Regions from separate parts of the Mus musculus genome. Here region 2 is linked to region 1. A link is a contact called in public HiChIP or PLAC-seq data. All regions are on one chromosome and are shown on one strand. The core of a region is the stretch at or near the end of the contact, and the rest is flanking DNA. Distances in the headings are between cores, read along the strand shown. Region 1 overlaps Kif1b (kinesin family member 1B). Region 2 overlaps Ube4b (ubiquitination factor E4B).

Region 1 (4,010 bases), core at 889-3,388:
ATGTCCTTTCAGATCAGTGGTATCTAAGAAAGGATACCTGCATTTCAAAGAGCCACTTTCCAGTAACTGGGCTAAACATTTCGTTGTGGTTCGTCGCCCTTACGTCTTCATCTATAACAGTGACAAAGACCCAGTAGAGCGTGGCATCATTAACCTGTCTACAGCACAGGTGGAGTACAGCGAGGACCAGCAGGCCATGGTGAAGGTCAGTCTCTCCTGACTTGGCTGTCTGATGCTCCCTGTGTTCTTCCCTTTTGAGTCTGGCGTTCTAGTCTGTGGCATGGATCCTAGTTTATATCTGGGTTGCATGAACTTTCGGTGTGAAGTGCTGTGCACCCTGTGAATTTGGCAAGATGTTCCTAACTGTTCATTCTCTCCAATAACTTTCTTCTACCTAATGTCTCTTCCCAGACACCTAATACTTTTGCTGTATGCACAAAGCACCGTGGGGTCCTTCTGCAAGCTCTCAATGACAAAGACATGAATGACTGGTTATATGCCTTTAACCCACTTCTGGCTGGCACAATAAGGTCAGATACTGTTCTTTTGCTTCATTTCCTCATGCTGAGACAGTCTCACTGTATAGCCCAAGCCAGATTCTAAGTTCTCCACCTCATCCCAAGGACTGGGTTTACAGGTGTGCACTACCATGCCTGGCTCGTGAAAGCTCTTTCTCACATTTACATGAGTAGGAAAGATGTGTCGTTCTAACTGGGATGAAAATGGAAAGGAAGGCAAGGGTACGATGATGAGTTACAGGGTGAGACGAGTGCCCTGCTTCCAGTGCAGTGTCGTGCGTCCTCAGCCGTAAGGACACCACCGGTCCTATCCTTCATCTCCTTTAGGTTTCAGTTTTCAGGAGGTCTGCAGAAGGCCCAGAGCACCGAGTAAAGGAGAAACAGTGCTTTAATGGACTCCCATAGTTCAGGCTGTGTGAGAGGAGCGCATCTCACAGAGTCCCCAGCGTAGGAAAGACCTCATAGCTGTCCCTGGGCTACTGTTAGGAGTCATAATGTCCATATGTGCTCTGCAGGCTATCTGCTCTGCGACCCCTGTGAAAAGGGTATTCAACCCCCAAAGGGGTCTCGAGTTGAGAACTGCTGGTCCAGCCATTTGTTTAGGAGCGTAGAAGCCTGGCCTGCAGAATCGGCTGGGAGAGACCAGCATCCACTCTTCTAACGCTGCCTCCTGTTTTTCTCATAGGTCAAAACTCTCTCGCAGATGCCCGAGCCAGCCAAAGTACTGAGCGTTCTCCTGAGCCTTGCTCACCTTCGACAGATAAAGAAAGTGTTACCTCTCATTCTCTTTGTGATTCTTGACAGTTATTCTTGTATGTAATCCTGTGGCTTAACGACTTTTCCCTCCTCACCCTGCACTTCTCTAGCTCTCTGTTCCCTCTCCATGGCTCTGACTCTTCTTATTCTTGTGCTAAGACTTGTAGCATGTGGCCTAACAAGGGGAACAAAACCACTACACGTCCATACACACTCACACTCACACTCACCCACACCCGAGGGGACCCAGCACATCTCCAAATGATTCTCCTGTGTGCTTCAGCTTCCTTTGGATGTTAGGTCCCCTTCACGGTCACTGTCCGACTGTTGTCTCCGTAGCTCTGGTTTTCAGGGTAACTTCTCTGTCTCTCTTTTTCTTTCCCCTTTGTTTATGATAATCTTCTTTTTTCTGGGTGGTTTAGAGACTAAGGGAGGAGACATTTGGTATTGTCAGCCAGGAGAAGAAAACTTGTTAACTTGTTTCTCTCTCTCTCTCTCTCTTCCTCTCTCTCTCTCTTCTCTCTCTCTCTCTCTCTCTGTCTCTTTTTCTCTCAGTGTCTGTCTCTGTCTATTTGTGTGTGTGTCTGGTGTCTGTCTGTCTCTCTCTGTGTCTGTCTCTGACTCTCTCTCTTTCTCTGTATGTGTGTGTGTGTGTGTCTGTCTGTCTCTGTCTCTCTTTCTCTTTCTCTTTGGTGGCTAATCCATGTGTTTCCATTCAGGGAAAGCACTGTGGGAAGCTCAGAAATGGGATTTAAATTCTCTGTCTAAATCAGGGCTCGGAGCATGGATGTATAGAGTGGAAGATGCAGAGGGGCCTTGTGATTGGCCTGCAACAGAGGCTGCTGCTAGCCCTTTAAGACTCGGGCTGCTGCAGTAGATTGGGCAGTGGGTCACAAGGGTGACTGTAGCTCCTTACAGCAGGGTCCAGCAGGCTTGTCTCCTCCCTGGGAAGGAGCGTTTGTCTAGGAGTTTCCCAACTCTAGTCTCAGTGTCACTGTTTGGAATTAGGTGATGTCATGAACAGATTTCCCACAAGAGGGACTGGGGAGTGTTTGACTTTCTGGTGATATGGACCATTGTTGCTTTGAGAGTGCTGAGTGCAGCTTGTGATTGTTGTCGCTCCCTTTGATCAAAGACTTGTAGCTTCAGCATAAATCTTGAGGTCTCCATCTAAATCCAGTGGCCATTTCCAGTAGTTCTCGTCTCCATATGAACAAACATGGCATTGTTTTCTGGATGCCAGAACTGACCAGTCCTTACCACCACTCCAAACAAATCAGAAGGCATTTAGAGTCGAAAAAGATTGTCTCCCAGCAGTTTGCTACTGGATTGTGAAATGCCTCCTCTGTGACATGCCCCCTTCCCCCACTGTCCTCATCTGGTTTGGAAATACTCCCTTAGGAAGAATTTCCCTGCTACCAGTTTCTGTGGCTTCTAACAAACCAGGCCTCCGGGTTTAAGAGGTTATAGAAAATAACGCTCTTCCTCCACCGGCCAGTAAGTGTCGGGGACTGAGTGGGGCACAGAATGCCCGCTGGGGCTACTTGAGTTGCTGTGCCAGTGACTTGGGGAGCATTCACACTGCTGTTTCCTGGCCTTGCCAGCCTGTTTCAGCATCACTCACGCACACAGGAAGGCATCTGCTCACCTCCAGTCTGCGAAGGCTCCTGGCTACCTGAGGGTAGAGAAGGAATGGATTTCCTTCTGGTGGAGAGCCCATCTCCACTGCAGAGCAGCCACTAGGGAGGCGAGCATGCAGCCCCTTGCTTCTCTCTGAAGAACAGGACTCCCAGCTTCCTTTGTTACAGTTGCCTTGCAAAGAAAGGAAAAGTGGACCATGGAGAAAAGGAAAGGAAAGGAAAGAAAGCAAAAGAAAAGAAAGGAAAAGGCAGAAATCAGACTGTTCTTATCTAAAAGATGCTCAGCTCTGGTGGATTTTTAAAACTTTCTTTCTCTCCTTAAAGTATAGGTTACTAACTGTAATGTTACTTGTTTTCTAAACATATCTATGAGATTTTTAATGTAGTTAGAAGTCTCTGTTGTCTAATGGACACAGCATGTCCTTCTGGTGTATACTCAAATTCAGCAGACTCTGTCTATGCCTGTAGACAGTTTCCTGGACCGGAACTAAATCTAATTTCAGGGAAACGAAGATCAAAGGTCGCTTTTAAACTGAATCACTGATGTTGCTGCTGTTAGGAAGGTAGGCAGAAGGATCCATGTCTGTGCCGAGAGGTGTGACGCCTGGGGGAGGGTGGCAGTGTGCGGCACACTAAACCCTGAGATAACTTGTTTTCTTTTAACTCAAACAAAACTGGTTTAGAAAGTCTTTGCTTTGCAAATATCAAATGTTAGCATGAGCCAAACTGGACCCCGCCTTCATCAGAGGCCCCTTAAGGAGACCTCATTAGAAAGCCAGGGAAAGTAAGGTTGGAGCTTGGGCACCTGTGCCTCTCCCTGCTGTCACTGGGACCCCTCCTACTGTAAAGCCCAGGATCAGGTCAGAATCGGAGCATTTGGGGGCTTTATATTCTGTTTCCAGACAAGGTCACCTGCTCCGAAGCTCTGAAAGAGAAAGGGTTTTATGGCAGGACCTGTTCATGAGATTTTTGTGATTGCCATAGTAGCAGGAAAGTTAAGAGAACTAATCTTTAAAATAAGTATTTTTAAGATTTTTTTTTAAATTTTCAAAGCACTCCTTTAAACAAACAAACAAACAAACAAACAAAAAACCTA
Region 2 (4,010 bases), core at 685-3,184, 220 kb before region 1:
CTTTGAATCATCAGCTACTAATGTGTTCACGTTTTCTCTTAGCGTATAAATTAGTGTACACAGACACACTTGGCTTGTGCTGAACTGTTTGCAGGTTTGGTCGCCATAGAGATGTGGGGACTGGGCGGTGGTGCTGAAGGTCTCATTAACAAGCGAGACAGGACCAGAAGGAGCAGGGTGGGCTGCAGAGCAGTTATGTGGACAGGAGCGTGTCAGAAGAGGGGGATTAGTCCTCTTCCCCATGTGCTGTGCGCAGCCTGTGGCAGGCAGTTCCAAGCATCACTTCCCGGTTAGGTAGGGTTTGGAGTTAGTTATGTCTCCGCCCTGTCACCTGGTCTTGGAGGGAAGGTGGGGTGGAACAGGGTGACAGCAAGTGTTTGCAGGTTTTAGAGGTGTAGTATGAGATTTGCACTAGCAGTAGTGTGGATACAGAGGAAATCGGTGCATGTCTTGTAGCAACTGGATTTTTAGTTCAGCTTCTACAAGTCTACTGTAAACCCTGAAAAGCATAGAAACACACTTAGTTTTAAAAGCCATGGATGTGAGGCAGGAGAGACGGCTCAGTCTGTAAGAGGTGTCACTGCTATTCCAGAGTCCCGGATAAGAGGGTTCACAGCTGCCTGTAACCCCTGGCCTCGAGGTCTGCTTCATGGGCACCTGTATATACATGCTTGTGAAAGGTTCACACAGACCCACAAAAAATAAATATAAATCTTAGAGAGGAAAAAAAAAGAAGACATCAAAGTGAACACAGCGCACCCTACTTTTGTATTATTCCTGGTGAGGATACAGGATGCTGAGCTCTCCGTGGGCTGGTCTCCCTGTGAGGCTGTGACACAGGCACGCGTCCGTGTGCTCCCTTCCCATACTGCCTCTGCCCTCATCCCATGCCCTCCTGACCTTGTGTCCTGACTGCCCCTTTGCTTTTCCTTTCCTGGTCTATTTAGAGGACTTTGAGGGTAGGAATTAGGACTCAAGTGGAACATCTTCTTCAACTTTGTGGCACACAGTAGGCACTTATCGACATGCCACAAGGAATTCGTGGTAGGACAGGATGCTCCTGTCCTATTGTAGCCAGAACACCGGGTGGATGTTCTGTGCTCCACTGTGCACCCCTCACCAGAGAGGTCAGTATGTTCAGTGTTGCTGATCAGAGGGTTGAGGCAGTGTCCGACACCAGCAGTCTGTACAAAGCTGACTTCTTAAACTAGTCAGCGGCAGTGCCACCTTGTCACCGTAGGAATGTCTTGTGTGGAGACAGGTGATGTGTGGGAAGTCACAGTCCAGCTTCAAACCCTGCACTGTGTCCCCTGAGCTGTGTTGCTGAGCAAGTCACTTCACTGGAGGTGGTTTCCTCACTTGTAAAATGGTAGTGGAGTGTGCGGACCCCTGGGTTGTTAACTGAGCTTACACATGGGCTATAGAGCTGCATCTGGCCCATGGGAAGCAGAGGGCTACCTCAGTTAATTATTCACTTACTCCTTTGTGTCAGGATCACCAAGAGCCTCCAGAAGTGACATTGTAAGTAGAAAGATTACCATCTGTCCGTCGTCCCTGTCCCATCCCCTTCCTCTTCGTAGGAACAGGGGTAGGTTGTTGCTGAGATCTGGGAGGTCTCGTGTGACTGAAAAATGTGTAGACTATCTTTAGGAGAACATCCTAAAGACTAGAAGTTGTGAGTGATGTCTGTCTGTGTGTTGGAATTTATTTACTTTGTAAAATTTTAGTTGGAAATAAGGATTTTTGCAGACTGTATTTTATTAAATTTAAAGCAGTATTTTGTGGACCCTCCCGACCCCCACAACGAGCTAAAACTAAGAGGAGCAGTTTGATCTGCCCTGCCCTGGGGCTTTCCCTGCCTTGAGTCTAGTGTGGGTAAATCCGGAGGAGGGGGTGGGACCTACAGCATCAGGAGAGCCATTAGGGGAAACCCTGTTGTAGTGTCAGCTAAAAATGTGACCTGAGACGGGCAGAATGTGGCTCCTGTTTAGGGTCTGGGGCGGGGCACAGCCGTGGCCATGGAACTGCCACAGCTGTTTCTGTTTCATGCTTTTCCATTTTTGATCTGTGACAAATGGAAAAGGAAATCTTTTAAAAAGAACCTAGGTTTAACTTGAGATAACCAGCCATAAAAAGTAGGTTGAGTAAAGAAAAGGAATTTAGTAATACTTGGAATGCTGGGACTGGCTACTTCCTCCCTCTCCCTCCCTCCCTCCCTCCCTCTCTGTGCGTGTTTGTGTGTGTGTGTGTGTGTGTGTGTGTGTTAGGGGTGTAGGGGGACTGTGCAGATGTCCTCTGAGGACAGAAGAGGTTGTTGGATCCCTGGAGCTGGAATTATACCTGGTTATAATCCCCCATACATGAGTGTCCAGGAGCAGTGAGGGCTCTTTGTTTCTTTGTGTAGTCCTAGCTATCCTAGAACGAACTGTAGCCCAGGCTGGCCTCAAGACTCAGCAGAGATCTGTCTGTCTCTGCCTCCTACGTGCTGGGATTAAAGGTGCACTCCATCATCACCCCCTGGCCGCAGCAACTTAAAATGTCTTATTTTTTGAGCCGCATATTGACGCATGGTCACACATGCTTTTATTCTCAGAACTTGGGAAGTGGAGACAGTAGGATCAGAAGTTCAAGACCAGCCTTAGTTAGATAATGAGTGTGTGGTCAGCCGGACTATGTGAGACCCTGTCTTCAGACACCAAGCCAAACCAAACCCCTGATTTTGGGTATGCCCAGCCCTTTAGTGGAGTCATTAGCAAGCACAGTGCAGTGCCAACAGCCAAGGCTACAAAGCAGTGGGCAGATATGGCAGAAAGCTGCAGTGTTAGTGTGCTCTGAAGAAATGTAGTCCTAAGTACTGAAAATACTGGTGGTGTAAAGCCAGATGCAAAAGTGACAAAAATACAAGAAGATATCTGTGTTTGAAAACTAGAATATGCAGGAATCACTAAAGAAAATCAGGGAATCTTTGAGAATGGGGGCTGTTCATATTAGTATTTATATAAGTGTTTTCAGTAATGTCATTAAAAATTTTAAAAAGAACATTTATTTTTATTTCAGGCTAGAGCGATAGCTCTGTGGTAAGGTCAGTAGATCTCTTCCAGAGGATCTGGGTTCAGTCCCAGCATCCACATGAAGATCTGTAGCTATAGTCTCAGCAGATCGCTCTCTGGCCTCTAAGGACTCTCTGTGGGTTATGTGGTGCATGGATGTAGCGTGTGGGCACAACACCCATATGCACACAATAATAAGATACAATGGAAACTTTAAAGAGTTATTTTTATTTTTAATTATGGGTGTTTGTTTGTGTGCTTTTGGCAAGTGTGCAGTGTCAGAGGAGGCCGATGAGGGGGAATCCCTTGGGCCTGGAGTTGCAGACAGTTGTGAGTCATCCATCGTGCATGCAGGGAACCGAATTCAAGTCCCATCTAAGCACAGGCTGCATTCCCAGCCGCCGAGCCAGCTCCCCAGCTCCGTCGTACATCAAAACTTGGCACACTTAAATTTCATGATGCAGATTTTATCTCTTAGTTTTCAAAGAAAATCATACCTTGAGCTGGAGCTGTCAACCTGAGAGCTGAGTGCTTGCTAAGAGTGTGGCACGCCCCATGCTCAGGTCTTATTGCTGAAATTAAAACAGAACACAGCAACAAAGAAGTCGGGACTGGGAGATTGCTTGGTGGATAACATGCTTGCTGTAAGTGTTTAGGGACCAGACTTCAGACACCCAGCACCCTGACAAAGCCTGCGTGGCTGTGGCACGTTTGCAGCTGTGCAGGGGGAGACAGGTGTGGGAGATCTGAATTCCGGTCCTCGAGCAAGAACTTTATCAACTGAGCCATCTCCCTAGCTTCTCCTAATCCCTTCTTCAAAAGATTTAATGTGCTTAAGTAAACTTGAGATAGTGACCTGTGTGACATGTTTCAGGTGAAGCGATTGGTTGGCATGTCTGAGGCACAGGCCGGGAGGAGACGCTTCTCCTCTCTGGGGCAAGGACTCAGGGCATTTCCTTG

What was found. HiChIP or PLAC-seq counts read pairs in DNA pulled down with a chosen protein or histone mark.
Region 2: an H3K27ac HiChIP or PLAC-seq map of extraembryonic endoderm stem cells shows a contact between it and region 1. The contact joins two enhancer-like sites. A contact is called at or near these places in 2 of 484 Hi-C or Micro-C datasets (liver and nephron progenitors), 2 of 115 datasets of contacts at active chromatin or transcription factors (extraembryonic endoderm stem cells and trophoblast stem cells) and 3 of 9 other capture datasets (adipose tissue, embryonic stem cells and pancreatic islet).

What each region holds. Positions count from the first base shown.
Region 1 is chr4:149,178,004-149,182,013 of GRCm38.p6, reverse strand. It overlaps Kif1b (kinesin family member 1B), which reads left to right. Exons shown (of 49, transcript NM_001290995.1): 47 at 13-205; 48 at 412-530; 49 at 1,204-4,010. The coding sequence ends at 1,246. Among named protein-coding and RNA genes, the nearest start is that of Pgd, 13 kb to the right of the region's middle. Within about 2 kb of position 2,138, at least 51 of the 459 cell types and tissues checked have an H3K27ac peak or open chromatin away from gene starts, as enhancers often do. A contact at or near this core is called in extraembryonic endoderm stem cells, where this site is marked.
Region 2 is chr4:149,401,140-149,405,149 of GRCm38.p6, reverse strand. The region is part of intron 1 of Ube4b (ubiquitination factor E4B); the gene reads left to right. Among named protein-coding and RNA genes, the nearest start is that of Ube4b, 23 kb to the left of the region's middle. Within about 2 kb of position 1,934, at least 70 of the 459 cell types and tissues checked have an H3K27ac peak or open chromatin away from gene starts, as enhancers often do. A contact at or near this core is called in extraembryonic endoderm stem cells, where this site is marked.